Regions from separate parts of the Sus scrofa genome. Here region 2 is linked to region 1. The links are chromatin contacts, called in public HiChIP or PLAC-seq maps. All regions are on one chromosome and are shown on one strand. Each heading gives the region's core, a stretch centred on a gene start, on an enhancer-like site or on the middle of the called end of the contact. The rest is flanking DNA. Distances are from core to core; before and after follow the strand shown.

Evidence for each region. HiChIP or PLAC-seq counts read pairs in DNA pulled down with a chosen protein or histone mark.
Region 2: an H3K27ac HiChIP or PLAC-seq map of alveolar macrophages shows a contact between it and region 1. The contact joins the promoter of PSMC4 here to the promoter of TIMM50 in region 1. A contact is called at or near these places in 1 of 5 promoter capture datasets (liver), 1 of 47 Hi-C or Micro-C datasets (epiblast stem cells) and 1 of 2 datasets of contacts at active chromatin or transcription factors (alveolar macrophages).

The regions. Positions count from the first base shown.
Region 1 is chr6:48,122,987-48,128,415 of Sscrofa11.1, forward strand. TIMM50 (mitochondrial import inner membrane translocase subunit TIM50) reads left to right here and starts at 3,484. Exons shown (of 13, transcript XM_021097543.1): 1 at 3,484-3,532; 2 at 3,850-3,975; 3 at 3,978-4,135; 4 at 5,017-5,173. The coding sequence starts at 3,484. It overlaps SUPT5H (transcription elongation factor SPT5), which reads left to right. Exons shown (of 32, transcript XM_005655822.3): 31 at 1,540-1,635; 32 at 1,716-2,134. The coding sequence ends at 1,859.
Region 2 is chr6:48,404,380-48,409,414 of Sscrofa11.1, forward strand. PSMC4 (26S protease regulatory subunit 6B) reads left to right here and starts at 1,858. Exons shown (of 11, transcript XM_021094383.1): 1 at 1,858-2,056; 2 at 2,910-3,008; 3 at 3,134-3,320; 4 at 4,620-4,766; 5 at 4,851-4,960. The coding sequence starts at 2,021.

The DNA of each region.
Region 1 (5,429 bases), core at 2,234-4,733:
GGGAAAAAAGATGTGAAAAGGTTTAGCATGCCAACTCCACAAGGCAGGGATTTCTGCCTTTTGTGCTCACGGCTGGGTCCCAACAGCCTGGGACAGTGACTTGCACCCAGGAGTATGGTTTCTTTTTAACAAAACACTTCTGAGATAAGTTCAGTAAGGCGACTGAGTGCTCCTCTGTGCAGGCTTGGGCTGGGTGCTCCCTGCTCCAGCTCCGCCTGCCCCCTGCATTCCTCACAGTCACTGAGTTCTCTCTAGCCTCAGGACCTTTGCTCATCCCTTTCCTCTGTCTAGAACTCTCTTTCCTTCATTCTTTGTCTAGTGAACTCCTCATCCTTCAGGGAAACACCTGGGCTTTCTCAGGTCTGTCTCTTATGGGTCCATGCAATTCTTTTTCATGGTACCTACCTGCTGCCTCAAAGCTTAAAGTTGACCCTAGGGTGGTTCTTTGATTACCAAACCTGTATTTTCTTCCTAAGTGGCCCCAGTTCTTAGATGAGTGACTGGCACTTTGTTGGCTCTTCAGTAAATATTGAATTAATTAAACACCAAGAGACAAAGCTAGCTCTAGGCCCTGCCCGCACAGATCTCACATTCCAGTGGGGGAGATAATGTCCCCAGACAGTGACAGCCCTGGTGGCTAGAGCTGGGATGTGAGAAGCCCAGAGGGCAAAGAGGACTGCATGAACCCAGAGGAGGCACCTTATCCCACTTCGGAAGGGGTCAGGGAGGGCTTCCTGGAAAAAGTGACATCTGTGTCGAGACCTGAAGGATGAACAGGAGTAAGCCAGGGGAAATGGCTGGGGAGAGGGCTGAGTGCATTCCAGATAGAGGGCAGGCACAAAGGCCTGGAGGTGAGGGAAGGCCTGGCTTATCTGGGGAGTGGAGCCTCTTCATTGTGGCTGGAACATAAAGACTCAAGGGGGAAGGTGACGGAGGAGGCCAGAGAAGTGGCTGGAGCCAGTCACATGCCAGCCTGTGGATCTTGGATTGTGTCCTGAGGGCACTGGGAGGAGTGGTGGCACCAGAGCTGTGCTGGTCTGTCACAGATGGATTAGGTGTGGTGAGATGGGCCTGGGAGACCAGGGGGAGGTGCAGCTGCACTGCAGGCCTGGGGGGAGGAGAAGAGGGAGGGAGCATCCTCGGGAGGCTGAATGGGCAGGCCTCAGAGCTGGAGGTTGTTGAAGTTGCTGACTGGGGACCGTGGGGCCATCCCTGAGAGACAGCGGCCCAGGAGGAGGAACAAATGTGGGGGGGAAGCTGAGGCCAGTTTGGAACACAGAGAGTCAAGAGCCTGAGAAGCAGTCTCCCTGTTGGCTTAAGTTGGCTTCATGTTGGTGCTTGCCTTGCTAATCTCATCACCCCACCCTGCAGACTGCAGACCCCAGGTCTTGAACTGGGCCCAGCTTTGACCTTTCCTGCTCCTGTGTCACCTTGGAAAAGTGACTTCTTAGAATGAACCCTGATCCTGTGTCCCCTGAGGGTGGGTATCGGGTCTTTGTTGGGAGTAGGCCAGGCTGACCAGGCTGTCCCCACTCCCAGGGAGGCATGTGCTCTGTGTACCTGAAGGACAGTGAGAAGGTTGTCAGCATCTCCAGTGAGCACCTGGAGCCCATCACCCCCACCAAGAACAACAAGGTAAGAGAGGACAAAGGAACGTGGGGGCATTGGGCTGCGCCTCGGACCCTGACCTTGTGTGTGTGTGTCCCCCGCCCCAGGTGAAGGTGATCCTGGGTGAGGATCGGGAAGCCACAGGTGTCCTGCTGAGCATTGATGGCGAGGATGGCATTGTCCGCATGGACCTTGATGAACAGCTCAAGATCCTCAACCTCCGCTTCCTGGGGAAGCTCCTGGAGGCCTGAGACAGGCAGGGTGGACTCTGGCACATGTCTGGCAGATGGAGAGTGTCCCTCCTTCCTCCCCTGGCCCTTGGCTCTGACACAGGATCTGGGGCCTGGAGCAGGGTTAGCCTGATTGTTCAGGATTTCTTTTATTTTCATTTATGGGTTCCTATCTTCCTCCCTATTCATGGGAATCAGAGTAGAGTCTGGGGGAGGGTCCCCACCTTCTTGTACCCCACCTTCCTCGGCTTGCTTTTGTGTTATGGTCTTTAATAAAAAGCTCTTTGGTCAAAAGTCGGGCGTGTGTGGGCGTGTGTTCCAGTTTGTGAGGAGGGTCATTTGCAGACCCCACTTACTTGTGTGGTCTTAGGTAAGTAACAGTCTACTGTCTACATAAACCTCAGTGTTCTCATCTAGAAAATGATACTCCCTACCCTGAGGGCTCTTGAATGTGTAAGATGTTGGAAAGAGATTATTAGAACAGAGCTTGTCATGTAATTGACAAAGTTCCGTCTTATGCTTGAGTCTTATGCTTGAGTCTCATGCTTGAGTGAAGTAAAAATCGGTTAATATTAAATTGGAAACAGATTCCTCCTATGGTGCAGCATTTGATGGTCCTTTCTCTTGAGCCCATCAGCAGTGATGCCAGCATTGCTGTAGCTTGTCTAAGAGCTTGGGCATGGGAATGAGGAGCAGTGTGGCAAACGGGGCTTAGTACCTGACTCCTTCACTTTCCTCATTTGATAGTCACAGGTCTTTTTGCAAATGCAATATAAAATGTATTATAAGATAGTTGAGGGAATTCCCGCTGTGGCACAGTGGGTTAGGAATCCTACTGTAGCAGCTTGGGTCGCTGCAGAGGTGGGGATCTGTACCCAGCTGTGGCCGTCGTTAAAGGATCCAGGGTTGCCCCAGCTAGGGGTGGGTTACAGTTGTGGCTGGGATTCATTCCCTGGCCTGGGGAACTTCCGTATGCTGTGGATGTGGCCATAAAAAATTAAAATGTTGAGCTGTTCAAAAAGATCCACCAAGAACACCCATGTCCCCACCACTCTGCTTAGGAACCTGATAGGAAGGATCCACTTTAGCGGCACACCCAGTACATTCTCCTCCAGAGGTAATCACAGCCCTGAATCCTGTGTCTTTTTCCTAACATCGGTACTTTTACTACCTTAGTATTTATCCCTAAATGTTGTGTGGTGGCTTTAAGTGTTCTTTTAAGTTTACATAACGGAGTTAATAGGTTAAGTAGGGATCCGGTGTTGTCACTGCTGAGGCTCAGGTTGCTTCTACCATCCCAAAGTTCAATCCGTGGCTGGGAACCTTTGCATGCTGCAGGCGAGGAGGAAAAAAAGCCTATATAGACAGCATGACTGGAGTTCCTGTCGTGGCGCAGTGGTTGACAAATCCGACTAGGTACCATGAGCTTGCAGGTTCGATCCCTGGCCTGGCTCAGTGGGTTAAGGATCCGGCGTTGCCGTGAGCTGTGGTGTAGGTTGCAGGCGCAGCTCGGATCCCGCGTTCCTGTGGCTGTGGTGTAGGCCAGCGGCTGCAGCTCCTATTCGACCCCTAGCCTGGGAACCTCCATATCCCGCGGAAGCGGCCCTAGAAAAGGCAGACAAAACAAACAAACAAAAAAACCAGCATGACTTTTTCCCTTGAAAATAATTTGAGGGAGATTTACTGTGGCTCCTGTAGCCTCTGATTCATGGATTTCCTCTCAATACTCGAAGCCCACCAGACAGGGCGACTGTTCTCTTTCGCTGAGCCTCCATATGAAACTGACTGTCTTTCCAGACCGTTTATAGGAAGCTCATGGGAGGAGGGGCCCGCTCCTGACTTTTGGCTGTTAGGACAAATCAAGCAGCCACAGACTGGATCCCTCGGTTAGGGCCTCAGCTTGACCTCCGAGCAGCGGGTGTCTGCCCTGTTCTGCGGCAGGGGCGGTGGAACGCCCTCCGTCTGGAGGGAGGCGTGGTGCCGGCTGACTCTCCTGGTTGGCTTGCCCCAGGCGGCAAAAGAGTGACTGGGGGTGAGCGCGCCCGCTGCAGTGCTCCCGAAGCCTTTTGTCTCTCTCGGGCTCCCGTCCACCCGCCTCTCGCCTGCACCCTTATTGGCTGCGGTGCGGGCCCGGGGCGGGGAGGAGGGGGGGGGGACGAGTGGGCGGGGCCTCGTGGCGTCAGCGCAAGATGGCGGCCTCGGCGGGGCTGTTCTTGCGGTTGCGGAGCGGGCTCTTGCAAGGCGCGCGGGGGCTGTGCGCGAGGCTCGCGACGGCGCCTCCCCGGGCCCCAGACCAGGTGAGCTGGACTGGGGTGGCCCTCGGGTGCGGAGGCTCCTTCCTGGAGTTCCAGGCGGGCCGCTGCCGCCCAGAGGCTCTGGGACACAGCACCTCAGGGTGCTGAATGGAACGCCGCCCGCGTTTTGGGTCTCTTCCCTGCTTCCCCGGGTAGGCGGCGCTTGCTTCCCCGGGCTAGATGCTTAGGGGCTCAAGTGCGTCCTTTGGATCCTACCTCCTCTGGACCCCACGTGGGCGCCCGGGGTGGGGGTGGGGGGGTCACCTGTTCTCCCGTCTTGGCCGCCCTAGGTAATACTAGAGGGGGAGGGGCCCGGGAAGGTCGAGTCCCAGCGTGGCCTTGAGGGTATTTTCCCTGAGAGGGGTGTGGTGGAGAGGTAGATGTTGGAGCTTCTGATTTTGACCTCTCTCCATCTTGACGGAGACCCAGCCATTCTGATCTCCAGGTCTTTCACTTACGTGCCCTACTTCTCCAAGCCCCAGAGAAGCTATTGCTCCTCCAGCCTCGCTCCTATCCCTTCCCTTCCATATCCTGCTACTTTGAGCCCCAGACATCTGGATGACCCTACTCCCCGTCCTGTCCCCTTGTGTGTCCTTCATTGCCTTGCTTTAGGAATCCCAGTGTGCAGACGGACTCCCTGATCTCATCTCCCTGCCCTGCTTTTCCCCTCTTCAGGGTCTCCAATCTTTTGCCTTTAGGATCCTGGGCACCTAGCCTGTCAACTCTTGAACCCCTGGAATCTTGGCTCCAGGCAGGAACACAACTCCGGAGGCCATGTGGGTGTCTGCTTTCTGGCTTCCAACCTTGATTCTTCTCAGTTCAGGGTACCCAAACCACCCTGACTTTTCCCCTCTCTTGGCCAACCTACCCCCTCTCAATTGCAGACTGCAGAGATCGGGAGCCGAGCAGGCACTAAGGTCCAGGTCCAGGGGCCACAGCAGCAGAGGAGCTCGGAGGGTCCCAGCTATGCCAAAAAAGTCGCACTCTGGCTTGCTGGGCTGCTCGGGGCTGGTGGGACCGTGAGCATCGTCTATATCTTCGGTGAGAGACATATGCCTGTCCACCAGTTTTCTTGTCGACCCTCTGTTCTACTGCAGAACAAACCTCCCCGTTTCTTCTAAAGACTTCACCCATCTGTGTTCCCTGGCTCCTCCCTCAGTAGGGCAGCCAACTAGGAAATGAGGGTGGTCTCCCACTGTTCTCCTCAAAGTTCTACTCTTTCTAGTTGTTTCTTGCCCTAAACTACAGGGAGTCAGTTGGAAGAAGAGGGAGGATAGGCCTGAACTAACTTCCTAAG
Region 2 (5,035 bases), core at 608-3,107, 280 kb after region 1:
AGCTGAAAGATGGAATTGAGAGCTGTCGACGCAGAGAAAAAAAAATGAAGGATTTGTTGCCATTGTTTTCCCTTTTATTTTGTGAAAATAAAAACAGTGGGACGTTGGAGTTCCCCCTGTGGCTCAATGGGATCAGCGGTGTCTCTGCAGCACCAGGACAAAGGTTCCATCCCCAGCCCAGCACAGTGGGTTAAGGATCCAGCATTGCCATAGCTGCTGCATAGGCAACTTGCATCTTGGATCTCATCCCTGGCCCAGGATCTCCATGTGCCATGGGGCAACCAAAATAGGAAAAACAAAAACAAAAAGACAAACCTACCCCTGAGGGTGGTGTAAGGATTCAGAGATCATGGTTTAAATTGCCTGGCTAAAAGAAGCATACAAAAGGGTGTCTGGTGTGACAACCCACCACACACCCAGGAGAATGGAAAAAATTTTTAAATAGAGACAATATCAAATGCATGCTCAATTGGTGGGAGTGTAAGTTAGTTTAGTTCGACAGCGTTTACTAAAGCTAAACACATACCTGCCCTCTGACCAGCAATTCTGCTCCTGAATGTGTTCCCATGTTTACCAAAGAAATGTACAAGCATATGTAGTATAGAACCAAACTGGAAGATATCCAGTTTTAGGTACACAATGGAAACCATACAGAAATGAAAACGAAAGAACTATCCCTACATACAGTATTATCGCACAAACATAATGTTAAGTAAAAGAAGCTAAATCACAGCATACACTGTATGGGGTCCCCAGAGAGTTGAAAACCGACAAAAGTAATCCATGGTAGAAATCAGGTCAGTGATAACTTTCAGAAGGGATGAGGGTGGCAGAAAAGAGAGTGCGCAGGGCTTCTGTGGTCTGCTAATGTTTGGTTTCTTGGTCTAAGGATTGGTTATATGGGGGTGTTCACTTTGTGTAAATTCGTTGAACTGTACGCTAATGATCTTTATATTTCTCTGAACTTACACTTGAACAAAGTTTACTTAACAAAACTGTAGCTGGAGTTCCCGTCCTGGCTCAGCGGTTAACAAACCCGACTAGCATCCATGAAGACACGGGTTCGATCCCTGGCCTCAATCAGTGCGTTAAAGATTCTGCGTTGGTGTAAAAGTCGCAGACGCGGCTGGGATTCCGCGTTGCTGTGGCAATAGCGTAGGCCGGCTGCAGCTACAGCTCAGATTTGACCCTAGCCTGGGTACCTCCATATGCCGCAACTGCGGCCTATAAGCCAAAAAGCCAAAAAGCCAAAAAAAAAAAAAAGGCAGAACAAAACTGTAGCTGGTGTGATGAGCAGCGGTGTACCCCCAGGGCCTGAAGCACAGGCTTTGGGAACAGACAGATGGGGGCCCCATTCTGGTTTCTGTCCCTGTAAAGGGAACATAAAGTCTGTCAAGATTCAATTAAGTTAAGCACCTAAGACTTAAGCACAGGGCCTGGTGTAGAGCTGCAGGTCTCCTGCGTGACCAAACTCCTGGCACTGCTGCTCTCACCTTCTCCAGCCCTAAAGCGTAGGTTCTACTTGATTCGCGGCTAATTCTCAGGGGCAGTCCAGGTCTTCCCGCCCCCGCGCAGGAGGCAATCCTCGGCCGCAGCCCAAGGCATCTCCAGCCCGACCACTAAATAAGAAAGAAGAGCACTTGGCCATGACATTCTAACAGACCTCTTGAGAAATTCCTCAAGTGAAAGAGAAAAAAGAGAACCGCTCCTCGGTTGGCAAGAACACACAAGCGGGAAGCGCCCGCGCGAGACCCCGTTACCGCAAGCTATTGCGCAAGCGCACCGCTCCAGGGCCCAGCGCGCGCGAGCCCGCAAGGAACCGAGTGCGCATGCGCACATATTGGGGCGGAGCCTAGGACGAGGTTTGCCCTTCCCTCCACCTGTCCGGCCCTTCCAGCCTTCTCTCGGTGGTGTCTTAAAACTACGTTTCCCAGAAGGCACCAGGTCCTGGCTTTCCGCTGGCGTCAGCGGAAGCGGTGACTGGATTAGGCCGGGCCACACAGAGGCCGGCTTGGTCACTATGGAGGAGATAGGCATCCTGGTGGAGAAAGCTCAGGTCCGGTGGGGTCTGGCTCTCGGGGAGAGGGGGAAGCCGACCTGCATGGGATGCTGCGTGACTTGCGGGATCCAGGCCTGGGTCTGAGTGATTTCGAAGGGCTCGGTAGAGAGCTTCGTGCCGTCCCGAGGCCTGGAGCGGGTGGTTGAGTGATGTTAGGAGGGCAGTAGCGCTCAGAAAGCGGGCTGGGGAAACGAGTGGCATTAGAGGTTCTTTGGGACTGAATAATTCCAAAGTTTAGCAGAGAGTGCTGTGACATCGGTGGCCCGGCGGAATTGGTCGGGTGATGAGTGATGAGCCTTGGCCGTGGGGCCGAATGATAGCAGAGGCTGGGCTGGGAGCTGACTGATATTCGGGGCTTAGCTGTTGTTTGAGGGCCGAGTAGTATCTGTGGTCTGGCCGAATGGTATTTGGGGCCTACCTGGGGAGCTGGATGACATTGGGGCCTAATGTGAGTTGGAGTTCTGTGACTTGAGGGATCTTTAGGGGGTAACTGAGTAATAATTCCAGGACAGTTTGAAGTCATGGTGACTTTAACAGTCAACTGAGAGGGCCGGAACCTGCTTTGGGGTGGGGGGCGCTGGAGGGCATTGGGGGTCTAGTAAGTAGTTGATTTAGGCCCTCGTTGGGAATTGGGTGACATTGGGGACATGATAGCAAAAGACCTGTTTGGAAGGTTGGTTGACCTAGGGGCTTGTTAGTAGCTGAATGACTTCAGGAACCTGTTTAGGTGGCTGAGAGCTTTCCAGAATCGATTTAGTGGCCAAGTGCCTTTATGCTGAAGTGGGAAGGGGACTCTAGATTTTTTCATAAGGGGACCCTCTTCCAAACTGTGTTTCCCTCCATGGTCTAGGATGAGATCCCAGCTCTGTCTGTGTCACGGCCCCAGACTGGCCTGTCCTTCTTGGGGCCTGAGCCTGAGGACCTGGAGGACCTGTACAGCCGCTACAAGGTACAATTCAGACCCAATCCGGACACTGCTCTGGGCCCAGCATCCCATACTTTCCCCACCTTTCACCACTCCTTGGGTCAGCAAGGCCTGGAGCCATACCCTGCCTCTCTCCTCTCTGTTCACAGAAGCTGCAGCAAGAGCTGGAGTTCCTGGAGGTGCAGGAGGAGTACATCAAGGATGAGCAAAAGAACCTGAAGAAGGAATTCCTCCACGCCCAGGAGGAGGTGAAGCGAATCCAAAGCATCCCACTAGTTATCGGGCAGTTTCTGGAGGCTGTGGATCAGAATACAGCCATCGTGGGCTCCACCACAGGTGCGTGGGGGCAGGGGCTGTTTCCTCATCTGTCCATGCAACAGCCGTTAACTGTTTCCTACCATGTGCCAGGAACTTAGCACGGCAAACGAGGCAAGACAGTGTAATGGTGTCTTTCAAAGTATTTTGATCTGATACAAGAGTGGAAATGTGTTTCATATTTTCTTTTTGTGTGTGTGCGTGTATATAACATATAGTAAAAGTTTGGCCAAACAATGGTTAGTCTTACTATGTGTGACAGGCTCTAATTCGTTTTCAACCCTGTTCTCATCATGACTCTGTAAACTACTACTGGATTAGGACCTGTAGTTTGAAAGCATAGGTGATGTGTTAAGAGACTGGGCTTTGGTAAGGACTCTGTATACAGTACCTGCTGTTGCTAACATGGATCTAGGCTCTGCCTTCATGATGGTCATTGTCTCTGTGTCTGATCTGTTTCTTCCTGTTTCTGGCCTCTGCTCCTCGAGACCAAGCCGTATTCTTGTAAAGCTTGTGGGGAAAGGTGTGTGACTGGGCAATGAAATTGCACTGATGGGCTGGTTGTGAGGTAGTGAAGGGAGGGAGATGTCTAAAATGAGGCTTGTGTCTTTGGTCTATAGCACGGAGGGGGACAGTGGGGTGATCCCTGAGATGGTGCCTTAGGCAGAAAAGCGGTTTGTGGGGAGACGGTGAGGGCAGTCTGAGACATCACTGCCTGGGAGGTGTCTGGGAGGCTGCTGGACAGCCAGGTCTGAAGGTCAGGAGAGAGACTGAGGCTAGACAGAGATGCGTGTCATAAATGTAGAAAGTGGACCGGAGGCCCAGTGAGCAGAGTCTGGTGCAGAGACCTGGATGAAAAGGATGGCGCTGAATCAGGGCAGGGTCCTTGGGAAGGAGAGAGGGATTGGCTGGAGAAACATTTCTGGAGGTGGGTGGAAGGCCATAGTGACTGATGGGCTGTGGAGAGAAGCAGAGAAAGGTCCAGGATGGGCCGTAGGGCTCTGGCTAGTGACGATTAGGGATCACTGGCCTCCCAGGGACAGAGTCCTAGAAAGAGCAGCACCATGCGGGGTGGGGGGGAGGTGTCACTGAGAACACATTGAGACACAGGGAGTGAGACATGCCCTGAGGACATTGTAGGAGGCTGCTGGTCACCCAGGGTTGGAGCTCGAAAGAGGCAGGGCTGTAGACAGACAGGGAAGCTGTCAATGTGCATGTGGGCTGTGGAAGGGAGGAGGCAAGACCGGAAGCCAGGGGCAGGGGACAGTGTTGAGGTTCGGGCACGTCTCATTTTCCCCTCTCCCTGTCTTCTTCCCAAAGGCTCCAACTACTATGTGCGCATCCTGAGCACCATTGATCGGGAGCTGCTCAAGCCCAATGCCTCGGTGGCGCTCCACAAGCACAGCAATGCCCTGGTGGATGTGCTGCCTCCCGAGGCCGACAGCAGCATCATGATGCTCACCTCAGGTGAGGGGGAGCCCAGGGCCGAGGAGGCCTGAAGGGACCCTGCGGGCCAGGCTGAGGACCCAGCTGTGCTCTCTCTCCCACCAGACCAGAAGCCAGACGTGATGTACGCGGACATCGGGGGCATGGACATCCAGAAGCAGGAGGTGCGGGAGGCCGTGGAGCTCCCGCTTACACACTTCGAGCTCTACAAGCAGGTGAGGAGCTGGAGCCGCCAGAGAAGGGAGAGGCTGCCCCACGGGTCTCGAGGTGGCGATGGACTCCCTGGCTCA